3 separate regions of the Mus musculus genome follow, and regions 2 and 3 are each linked to region 1. Evidence: chromatin contacts called from public Hi-C and promoter capture Hi-C data. All regions are on one chromosome and are shown on one strand. Each heading gives the region's core, a stretch centred on a gene start, on an enhancer-like site or on the middle of the called end of the contact. The rest is flanking DNA. Distances are from core to core; before and after follow the strand shown.

The links. Promoter capture Hi-C pulls out the DNA fragments that hold promoters and counts their contacts. A called contact is a pair of places that touch in the nucleus more often than the background predicts.
Region 2: a Hi-C map of pre-B cells shows a contact between it and region 1, with 13 times the contacts expected there. The contact joins the promoter of Tfg here to the promoter of Cip2a in region 1. A contact is called at or near these places in 1 of 39 promoter capture datasets (pre-B cells) and 2 of 484 Hi-C or Micro-C datasets (CD4 T cells and pre-B cells).
Region 3: a contact with region 1 is called in a promoter capture Hi-C map of pre-B cells. The contact joins the promoter of Pcnp here to the promoter of Cip2a in region 1. A contact is called at or near these places in 3 of 39 promoter capture datasets (cranial neural crest, frontonasal cranial neural crest and pre-B cells).

Annotation. Positions count from the first base shown.
Region 1 is chr16:48,991,894-48,995,817 of GRCm38.p6, reverse strand. It overlaps Cip2a (cell proliferation regulating inhibitor of protein phosphatase 2A), which reads right to left and starts at 1,630. Exons shown (of 21, transcript NM_172616.2): 1 at 1,439-1,630. The coding sequence starts at 1,540. It overlaps Dzip3 (DAZ interacting protein 3, zinc finger), which reads left to right and starts at 1,676. Exons shown (of 32, transcript NM_001110017.2): 1 at 1,676-2,028.
Region 2 is chr16:56,715,508-56,719,431 of GRCm38.p6, reverse strand. Tfg (Trk-fused gene) reads left to right here and starts at 1,982. Exons shown (of 8, transcript NM_019678.3): 1 at 1,982-2,247.
Region 3 is chr16:56,027,653-56,031,576 of GRCm38.p6, reverse strand. It overlaps Pcnp (PEST proteolytic signal containing nuclear protein), which reads left to right and starts at 1,860. Exons shown (of 5, transcript NM_001024622.2): 1 at 1,860-1,974. The coding sequence starts at 1,911.

The DNA.
Region 1 (3,924 bases), core at 381-2,880:
CAGCTAGGTGCATGCACTATTCCGCAGACAATCTGAGTTGGAGTAGCAGTACCTCAAGGAGTTCACAGCTGCTATCAAGACCAGCTCCAGGGAACAGAGCCTTGTGCCTTCTGAGGGTCCTGCCCACACATGCGCATACATCACACACAGACAAACATTTAAAAGAATATTAAAATAACAAAAAGAGGAACATAAGCCCTTAAGACCTGATAGTTCTACTGGTAGGTTTATAAAAGAGGGTTGCGTTCAACCATAATAAAAATATATGACTGGAATGCACTTATTCTTAATTCCACACAGTTCTGAAAACAATCCAAATGTATTTTTGGATCCGTGGAACACTTACATAAATATCTACATAAATACTTACACATAAAAAAAGGAGTCCTGTTTATACATACAACCTGAATGAATTGCCCTGATTATCTTCGGTGAATGAAGCCACTCAATATTCAACAAAGAAAACAAAACAGACATAGAAAATAGGCACTTGTGATATCTATTCCAGTTGTCAACTAAGGCTACATCTGGAATGAACTAAATCCAGAAATGGAGGGCACATCTGCCCAGATCTTGAGGCTGGAAGACACAGGCTTCAGACATGGGGCGATGTGCTTTTGATCCAGATCTCGAGGCATAGTGGCCATGAAAAGCGTAGGCCCAGGCAAGGTAGTACATACCTTTAATCCCAGGGGAATGAGACAAGTCTCCTGAGTTCAAGGCCAGCTGGGATTGCAAGTTCCAAATCCAGGTGTGGTGATTCATACCTTTAATCTGGGCTCTACCTCCTACTGGAGGACTACATAAGGACAATGGAAGAGGGAATTCTCACTCTTCTTTGCCTGCTTACACTGACTTTCCAGTTGGAACCTACTTCTTCAGGATTCCCGCTTACACAGATGACCAGCGAAAACAACTAGTGTTGAGGGAGTGAGCAACTACTAGATTCCTGGACTTCCCAGTCACAGCTAGCTTCCCCACTTGTTGGGTTAGTAGGAGCGAAACTTTAAGTCCTTACAATAAATCCACTTAATATAAAGGGATACTCCATAAGTTCTGTGACTCTAGAGAACCCTGACTAATACAGCACCTTAAAAAAAGATCCGGAACACACACACACACACACACACACACACACAGTGCGCTCGCATACACCCCAAAGCCTCCTGGTTTGGGTCCGTACACACACACACACACACACACACACACACACACACACACACTGCGCTCGCATACACCCCAAAGCCTCCTGGTTTGGGTCCGTACACAATCCCCTCCTGGCACCCACTCGTTGCGCACACCCAGTCGCTGTCGCCAGTGCAAGGACAGCGAAGCAGCTGCAGGTCTGCCCAGGGCGAGACCTCCATCTTCCGGCCCCACAAGAAAACAGGAGGGGACCGAAGGAGGGGACACCCACTCGCACCCCGAACCTCCTTACCTCCAAGTGCCTCAGCAGCTGAGTGGCGTTCGCCTCCGACTTAACGGCCTTGTACTGACTGATGCTCAGGAGCAGGGACTTCAAGCAGGCGGTGGAATCCATGCCGACGAGCCGGCCTGTCAGCGACCACCGACACCAGCCACCCTCTGTCTTCAGCGGTCGCCGCGCATTTTTTGATTTTTTTTAAGCCCCACCCCTCTTGCGCCTGGCAGCTTCCTGTTCCGGTCGGACTCCGGAAGTCTGGGAGCAGCGGGTGGGACTGCAGTCGGTGATTGGCAGGGTGGGCCTGGGTTCCAGGCGCTGGGGTTGCGGGAAGGTGGCAGGGAGCCATCCCCTCCCACCCCCGCCGCAGTCCCCCTTTGGCGGAGAGGCCGCGAGGTTTCGGCTGGAGGTCCGCGAACACGCGGGAATCTCGCGAGACGAGCTCGTGCGGGCTCATTCTGTGGAGGGCTTCTGGGGCGAACGGGGGTCTCCGTGCCGCGCGGGCTCGGTCCCCGGGCCTTCCTCGGCCTGGGCGCGGCGGGCTCGGCTTTCCGTGCGTGCCTCAGCCTCTGCCCGAGACACGGCCGCTCCCCCCTAGTCTAGACACGGTGAGGAACTCGGAGCCGCCGAAGCTGGGGGTGGGGGCGTAGGTTTGGAGGCGGCGGGAGAGGGGCCTCAGGTTCTGCGGCCCTGGTCCCTGGTGGCCGCAGGCGACTCGCGCAGGCTAAGACCTGTGGCGGTCGGGGTTCCGTGATGAGGCAGCCGGAACTTTACGGTAGGATTTGTCAGAACCCCCCATAGAGAGAGAGCATCCCGGAGTCGCTCCCGGACGCGTTCTTGTCAGCTTTGATGTCTGTAGGCTGAGGGGCCTGTTCTTGTCTGGCGTGATTATTTTGCACATTTCTGTGGCGTCAAAAAAAAAAAAAAAAAAAAAAAAAAAGAAAGAAAGGCACCGTTGAGAATTTTATTATTATTATTATTTTAATCGGAGGTAATGATGTGCACGGATCTAATAACGAAGTGAGTCAGCAACTGGTTCAGGAGCTTAAGCTAGGTTGTGGGATCGAGTAAATGCCCATTTGACTAAGTTCTTCTGAAATTGTGGGAATTCAGGGAACGTTCCTTTTTGTTTTTTGTTTTTTTCTCGTTTGTATTGGTACCTTTTAAAGACGTCATTTATGTTCATATTAAAAGAAAATAAAAGTAAAGCTAACTGATGGCTGGAAAAAGATTGTGCCGTTGAGATAGTCACATGAGAGTTTGTAGCTAGTGCATTCATTCATGCATTCATTCATTCCATTTTAAACAAACATGTATAACGGGGCTAGGGATTGACTGTCACTCAGAACAAAGATGAGGACGTGGTGCCTGCGGAGAAGCAACCATCTAATAATAGTCCAAATAGGAAAGTACTGTTGGAATTCACTACATAAACGAGGAATGCGTCATCACTAAAACGAAGAGCAGCCAGTTTGCTGACAAGTATTTTTGCACCTTTCTCTTTGTGTCTCTGCATTTTACTGCTTTAGGCTTTTCATGAAGTGAAACCTAAGAGTAGACTATTTTACACGATAGTTTATTCAGTAAATTCTTATTGAGCTTCAGAAATAGTAGCCTTTATTACAAAGCCAAAGTGCTAGAAAGAAAAAAAAAAATGATCTCTTCCATTGACATAACAGGCATATCCCCAAAATGATGCTTTGATCACTGATGCGTGTGTGATGCTGATCCAGTTAGATCATACTAAACTGAAAGCTGAATGAATGATCTCTTCCTGTGACCTAGTGACATCTTACTTGCCACAGTGTCATAACTACACAGCAGCAGCATATGAAAGTATAGCACATACTGTTATGGATGGCACAAATAAACTACTAATGATTCATTTGTTTACTGATCCATACTTTTATCATTACCACTTGTATTCATAGTCAAAACACAAGCTTAATAGTATATGCCATGTAAAACCAGAAGTATCTTCATACAGCTGTTGTTTACCAAATCTCTTATCATATTTAGGCCATGCCTTATAAATGTGTATTGGTGGTCTTTTACCATGTTTGTGCAACAGTGAAATAACTCAGTGACACATATCTAGAATACCTATTAATTAATACCTATTAATAAGAGGTACATGACTATTCTGTTTCCTTTACCAACCATCAAGTTCTAAAATTTAGCTATCGTTATTGGTCAGTCCATAAAATTGTTATTGGTCAATCCATAAAATTCACCTTTCACTTTTGAAATGTACTTAAGACTTTTCTTTCCATTTTACAGAATTCATAACTGTGTTAAAAGTAGAGGTCTTGATAATTTGAATAGTTTCCCTCTGTCTTGCCTTGACCTTTTGTTTCACACAATTAATACACATTTTTAATTCAGTTCCTAGATAAAGACATGAGATGTCAGAGTATAATAATCATTTTTAATAACTGTTTGAAGGCCTGCTTCTTTGAATAGTGTAAGGTCCTTTGCATGGCTCATAAAAATTTCTTGTTTAA
Region 2 (3,924 bases), core at 733-3,232, 7.7 Mb before region 1:
TTATTCCAAAGGGTGTAAATAGTTATAATTCAGTTTTGGCCCATTGGTCATGTTTCTGAGTACCAGCTCTTAACTGAAGATGTGGAGTGTTTGTGTGTGTGTGTGTGTGTGTGTGTGTGTGTGTGTGTGTGTGTGCAGTAGAGGCAAGTAGGGCAGAGTGACATGATCCAATGCTTATCTCTTACAAGCTGTTCCCAGGGGCCTCTGGTACAGTTCCTATCTGTATAGTTTGGTACAGTTCCTATCTATCTGTATAGTTTCCCCAGTGGAACTTTGCTACATGCAGAGGTATGATCTTACAATTTGTTGGACTTTGGACTTTGTTTGCCATGAAACCATAATATTATAACTGAGACTTTCTGGACCTTGGTGATAATAAATGAAGATGAAACCCCCTACCCCCAACCACCCGGTACTCACTAGACAGCAATAGAGAAGGGATGTGTTCTAGACTGGGAGTTTAGATGACAGTTACAAGTCATGTGATTTGAGATAAGATCACAAGACATTATAAAGGAATAAGCAAGACAAGGAAAACTCTGAATTTCAGGCCACCACTAAAATTTGTGACTATGAAGGTAAGCTGAAATTATTAACAAAATAGTACCCCAGTTAAGTAGTGAATGAATATATTGTCCTGAAAGCAGACAAGCAACAGTACTAAAGTCCTTTCTGAGCACTGCTACAAAATCTACAACCTCTTCTTTCCAGATTATTCTGGTAATGAGATCTCTGTGTTTCTAGATGTAGATTTTTTTAATAAAAAGTATGCTCAAATTACATCTATAGGCATTGTATGGTTTTTGCACAGATACTATAGGGAACTGTATCCATGTCTAGGACATACGGTATTATAGAAAAGAACATAAAGGAACATAGCAAAAGAACAAATTATAAAGAAAGAAGTCTGTATGAGACCAGAGCACACATCTAAGCTTTCTTCCTGGACACACTTAATTTCTTCCAGCAACAAGTCCCTAAACCATGTGAATAGTCTGCCAGAAGTTACTTGTAAGACTTAGATTGTAGTGTTAGATTATACCACTCCACTTTGCTTTATTTATTTATTTTTCTTCTTCTTCTTGTTAAAGGAGATTACGGGACCCACTGGTTGCTGTGTACTAAGATTCCTGGCACCCAGATTGCAAGCAGATTGAAATGTGTTCAGCGTAAAATACATTTATTCAAACACTTTAGACACAAGGGATGGCTCTTAATAAAGAACAGTGGAAGCATTGTTGAATTCTAGTTGCTCAGACACTAGTCAGGGACCAATGTGTAAGCAGTCTTTTCAAGGGTGAGTCCAAGCCGTGTTTGCTCCTTTGTGACTGAGTCACCTCACTCAGGATGATAATTCTCAAGTTCCATCCATTTAAACACATCCAAAGCAAAAAGAAAACTGAATTTAGGCGAGTGTAGGGTATGGTCAAATCTCTATCCTATAAAAGCCTTCTTGAAGCCTCGGTTTTTACTATCCAAGTTTGTCTTTTGCACCGGTGGGTGTGCCCTCTAAACTCGGATCTTCCTAAATGTTTGGGTAGAGCTTAGCTGGGGAACTGACTCATCCTAGCACTCTTTCGGCAAAGCGTAGGCACTCAATCCTGAATGAATGAATGAATGAACGTGTAGAAAGAAGGCGGAAAAGGGGTTCGTTTTTTCCGAGATGTGACAGACTAGCGCGTAGTCACGACAGCCACAAAGCAACAAGACCCAAACCTTTCTGGACAGATGCCCCACTTCCCCCAGGCTCTCGTAGCAAACCCAGCCCTGCAGACTACGCCCCGCCCACCCAGCAGCCAGACTTAGGAAAGACTGGCTGCCCGGAAAACCGGAAGTGCTGGTAATTCCCTGCGCATGCGTGTCCGCCTCGGCTCGCACTTCCTACACTCGGTCATCCAGTGAGGAAGCCGGGCCGCTCACCCGACGCAGCGGGGTCTTCGCCCGCCCCGCCCCTCACCCACTGCGCATGCGTCCTGACTGGCTTGTGCGCCTGGAGGCGGGGCGCCAGGGCAGTTTTTTTTTTTCTCCCCTTCGCTCCCGCCCCTGCGCTTCCCACCTGCCACGTACGGGACCGTGGCTGTCGCTAGGCTCGTCGGGTGCGTGCGATTGGCCAGCTCTGCGCAGCCTGCAGCTCGGCGAGGCTCGGCGGACGGCGGCGGAGCGGACGGGGTTTGGAAGCCTCCTCTGCGACACCGAGTGAGCCCGCAGCGGCCGGGTCAGCTGAGGTGGACGGCCTCGGCAAGCGGGGTATGTCCGCCGGAGTGAGGCGCGCGTGGCGACTCAAGGAGGAGGTCGGGGGAACCGGGAGGGCCGCAGGGCTTCTGGAACCTCCCAGCGCCGGGTGGGAGGGTGGGGCTGGGGACCGTGGGAAGGGGCTGGGAGGGAGGGCGCAGGGCCCGGGTGAGGCGGACGAGCGGCCCGGCATGGGGGAGGGGCGGCTGGGAGGGAGGGAGGGAGGGGGAGGAGAGGGCGCCCGGCCCGGCCTGACCTGGAGGGCGTTTGGCCCCGCTGATACCCCAAGTCCTGTTCCCTCCGGCCCCAGAGAGTAGAGGGGAGCCTGGGGGTACCTCTTACGGAGGTCGAGAACCAGGGATCGAAGAAGCCTGGGGCGTTTGCTCGGTGCTTCACCCTCTAGAGCAACTTGGAAGGTGGAGGGTGAATCATGGAAGACATAGAAAGGGGGCTTGAGAAAGCCCAAAGCGTTTGTGCCTGATCCCCGGGAGTGGCTTGGACGTTGGAGCGTAGACCTGGAGTTAATCGGTAGATTGAGGACACAGAAAGGAGCCCCATTCGGTCGTACACTCCCGTGCTTAGTGTCCTCTTGGGGCCCTACCCAGTTTTACTGATTACAGTTGCCAACTTTTGTTAAGTTGCCGTCTCTGGGCACGGTAGGGAGAATTGTAGATAGGTAATCTCAAAGATTCTACCAAAGTAGCTTGTTAGGCTCCCTTCGCATGTGCAGAAAGTACGCCGCAGAGAAGAACTTGAGCTCACATAGCTACCAGTGAAAATGGTTACATTCTTGCCATATACACTGCGTGTCATACAGATTTTGAGACCCACTTACAGTTTTAGAATAATCAAGGTTCTTTAAAGAAAGAAAAGAAAAGAGAGAAAGAAAAAATAGAGAAGAAAAAGGAGCCAGTTGGTGGTGGTGCACTCAGGAGTCAGAGGCAGGTGGATTTCTGAGTTCGGGGCCAGCCTGGTCTACAGAACAGCCAAGGCTACCCAGAGAAATCCTGTCTTGGGGAGGCGGGGACAAGAAAAGAAAGAAGGGAAAAAGAAACTTGTTTAGAGGGTGGGCGTTTTAGAAGCTTCTGAAAGAGGGCCTCTTCTCAGGTTAAGCAACAGGTGCCTGAGGCTGAGGTATCCTAGTGCAGGGGCTATGTCCTTGGACACATCAGTGTATCCCAGTTACCAGGAATTTCTTGGATGAAGGTTAAGTTCCAGGTTGAGTCACTTCTGGACTTAGGAAGTAGTAAGACAGCAACGAGATGCATCAGAAAATGCATAGTGATCTTAACAGTAGTTCTAGGAACTCATTCATGTTAATCTCTACCTGCTTAGAGAAAGGCAGGACCAGAGTTGACAGCTGTGTGGACGAGGTTTTCTCTTGGGACAGGAAATAACGGTGGTGCCTGACATTGCTACACAAATGGACAACTTTTAGCTAAGACTGCAGGGAGGAAACTAGAAATGAAACTGGGCCACCCATGGTAGATGTTAAGGATATGTAATGTTAGCTTTTAGGTCCACTGGAGCTGAGTGCTTCCCAGTTCCATCAGAGGGCATATTAATTACCAAGTACATTTGTGCTGGAACTTGGTCTTACTTGGGAGTGTATCTTGATATGAGGTGCCCCTTCTGGCCAGGTAAAGAAGGTACTGTGAGATGGTTCTATGGTTCAGGAACTGAGAGTGTTCA
Region 3 (3,924 bases), core at 611-3,110, 7.0 Mb before region 1:
GGAGGTGGCCGACTTGGCTGGACTGGCTGGCCAGCAAACCCCAGGGGACCTCCTGTCTCAGCCTCTCCCTCTCTGGCACTAGGATGACTGGCACCCCAGCTTTATGTGAATACTAGGGATCCAAACTCTGATCTTGAGATAACCGGATGATTCAGTATAGCCACTGTTACCAACATCCATGTTTCTCTGTTCTGTTGTTTTAGTTTGGGGGTAGGCCCTCATGGAGCTCAGGCAGGTACTGAAATGGCTGTGTAGCTAAGGATGATACCTTTATCCCATGATCACCTGTTGAAGGGGTACTAGCATTTATTTGGATACAGGGTCTCCCATACCCCAGGCTGATCCTATCTCCACTTCCCAAGTACTGGAATTAGACATATGTGCCACCACTTCATTATGCAGTGTTGGAGATGAAACCCACCATGGGTTTTGCACGTTAGGCAATCACTTGGCCAACTGAGGTACAACCAACAGTCCACTGATATTTTATGGAGAAGTAAAAGCAGGTCTGTGGACAGCAACACTCAATGTTGCTTGGAGGACAGAATGAACTATATTCTCTAATACTGGGTGTATATTACAGGCTAGGAATTGACCAAATTTGGGCAGAGGAATGAGTATAGAGAAAAAGAAGTAAGAAACAGATGAGGCTGTAGCATACTTGATGCATGGATTTCATTGACACTAAATGAATCTACTAAAGGTTTCTAGGAGAGGCAGGACTTAACAGGTGTTTCCAATCTGGAAGAGACGAGTCCTGTATTTTACTGTTGAGTATAAGACAAGTGCTGGTGCTAGCACAGAGGCAGGGAACGCTACAAGACAACTCTTGTGCTGTTCATTGTGTCCATGAAGGTTAAGAGACAAGACTGGCACTAGCTTTTATGATAAAACTCTGTCGGATACTTTTACCTTGAAAGAATAGGGCGATTTAACCAGCAGACAGTTTTACTCCAGACAGTTTTATAGGAGTAAAGAAAACTCCTTGAAAAACACCAAGAAGTGAATAACTTCTAATTCAAAGCAATTCCGAACGTTGAAGCTGGGCTGGGGCGTATTTTAAACGTTATTAGAGAAGGGATGAGTGGAATAGGGTAGATACAAAGCCGACATCTCCAAACTGCAGTAGAGCAAACTACCCTTCTCCGTAAGAAAGACAGCTCCTGCCCTTCGGAGTGTAGCCGGGGATTTTGTTTGTTTTTTATGTATTTTTTTTTAAACAGGTGTTTGAATATATGCAAGTGAGTGTGAACTCTTAGTAGTCGGATTTCTGGAACTGGAGTTATCAGTTAACTGTAGACCACCCAACTGGGAATTGAACTGTCCTCTGAAACAGCAGGAAGCGCCCTTGACCTCCACGTATACCTATTTCTGCTTTTAATGTTTGCTTGCTTGCTACAACTCTCACGCTGAATTTTTCACGAATGCAAAAGCCGCGGAAATTTCTTCCGCCCCAATTTCCGTAAGGCTCTACGACGTGATCTTCCATAAGTCTCTTTTCGGTGTCATTGCACAAATGGAAACGATAATTGCACACCGGACCGCACTGGACGGTGTCAACACTAAGACAGCGTCCGTTAACTGCTGACGTTTCTCTGTAAGAACACAGCCCTATCCCGTAAAATGAAGGACCAGCCGCGACCACCGCTGAGCGTGGAAGCACCTAGGATTGAACCCACCGTTCCACGATCGGTGAGTCCGTACTAACCCGGACGTGCCATCCCACCGCCCAGTCCTCCATAGCCGTCACCACACACCTCGTTCCAGCCAACGACGTCACATCCGTCCCCGTCTCGGGTTCCAGGTCCTCTCTAGGCTGCGGCCTCGCTGGCCCGCCCGAAGCTTTGTGGTTGCTGGGCGGGGCCGTGACGTTCTTGCCCGGGCTGCAGGGGGAGGCCGCGGCGAGGAAGATGGCGGACGGGAAGGCGGGAGAGGAGAAGCCAGAGAAGCCGCAGCGAGCCGGAGCCGCCGGAGGTGAACACAACCCCAGCGTCGCGGGCTACGGGGGCTACTCCGGCCTTTCTTTGGGGTTCCCAGGGCGGGTTGGGGGGCTTTCCGGCATCGCAGGAGCCGGCGGAGCTGGCGCTCGCCCGGCCAGGGGCTGGGCCCTGATGAGTGCCGGGCACGCCCGGTGTGGCCCGCGGGGGAGATCGAGGTCCGCGTCGCCTAATCAGAGAGGCCGCCGGTTACCACCGGGCGGTGCGAAGGGAGGTGGGAGCTTGGCCCGGGAGTCCGAACAGCAGAGAGCTCAGGGCCCGCTGCGCACTCAGGCCGCCGCACGAGCGCCGAGCCGCCGCGGGCACTGGCCGCATGCCGGCTTTCCGAGGTCGCCGGCCTCTCGGTTACACGTAACGAGGGTTGATGCTCTCTTTTTCGCTGCGGAGGTGGAAGACCCCAGCCCACTCTCTGCTGTATTTTCAGACATAACATTTATAAACCCTGCGATGGCATAAGTCGAGGCGATGCAGGGGAGAGGGGAATCTGGCTCAAGCAGCAAACGCTTGAAATTAGGGTTTGATTCGCTTTCTTTCCGGTATCTTTCTTAGGCTGCCAGCAGCGGAGTCTATGTCAGATATTTCGTTGGCGTGGTAGGAAGGTGTGATCTTCCTGTAATTTGTCGCGAAATTAAACTCAGATTATAGCTATCTTTTCGTTCCTCCTACCCCCGTAATTTTTGATGGTGTACATAAAGGAAAAGAAATGCGTAGTCTCTTTTCCCCTACGCCCTTTTGTCGGAAGGATAATTAGCACATGCTTAGAATGTTTTAGCCTTTCACTGTTCTGGCTTTCTTCGGGCTTATCCTTGAAATACTTAAATGTGAGAACATATAGGTTCAGTATCGCATAAAGGCCAAAAGTAGGGTCTACCAAGTTTGTTAATTGCCGAACACCCCCGCCCCCACCCCACCCCCGGTTTGAGCTAGGAGCTCATTTAGCTCTGGCTTCCTGAGTACTGGAATTACAAGCCACGGCCACTTTCTCAGGTCTCTTCCTCATTTTGTTTTTTTTTAAAAATAAACTAGTAAAATAGCTAATGATTTTAGTTCTTACTTTAGACCTTCTATATGTTAAAAGTAGTTTGAGGAAAAACTATAGCCTAAAGTATCTTGGGGTGGCCTTGAACTTAAGGTCCTTTTGCCTTGACTGAGAACATCGTTTTAAGGTACTGCTAAAATGTACCTTAAACGTCTAAAGAAATTCGTGTGTATGTATGCAGTGTACTTGCCACCCTTTCAGTTGAGGGACATTCTGTCCTGTGAATAATATTTCCATCTTAACAGTGTTGGGGTTACATTGATTATTTTATGTTGGTAACTTAAAATAGCAGCCCTTTTCTTCATAATTTGCCTGATTTCGTAAAGCTCACTTTAATATCAGACATACAGGGGTCATGCAGAGTTTCTTAACTGAAACATTTCGCCCATAGGTAGGATTGAATTGATAAGCTTCAGGCAAGTGTTCAGCTCTCTTGGAAAACTTTGTCTAGACTTGGCAACCTTTCTTCTGTGAGACAGCCCACGGTGTTGGAAATACGAGTAGTTTCCCTACTCATTCAACCTCGTTATTGATCCTGGAGGTTGAACCCAAGGCCCCATTTATGCTAGGGTTGGGCCTCACGACCGTGCTCTATTTTAGTAGGGAGACGATCCCCTGTGTAGCTCTTTAACTTAAGTAGAAACTTAGATTTAGAGACAAGCAACTTAATGTGTAATCACAGCCATTTCAAGCTATCAAGGGTTACGCCAAGAGCCACTTCAGTGATGTGTATATTTCCTGTGTCAGAACAGGACTCATGGACTACCTGTCCTGTCAGAGAGCTACTGCAGTCCTTGGTTTTGGGGGGTTTTTTGTTTTGGTTTTTTCTTTTCCCCCAGACAAGGTACCAGAATGCACATGACTCAGGAATGGTACCTTTGTGGAGTT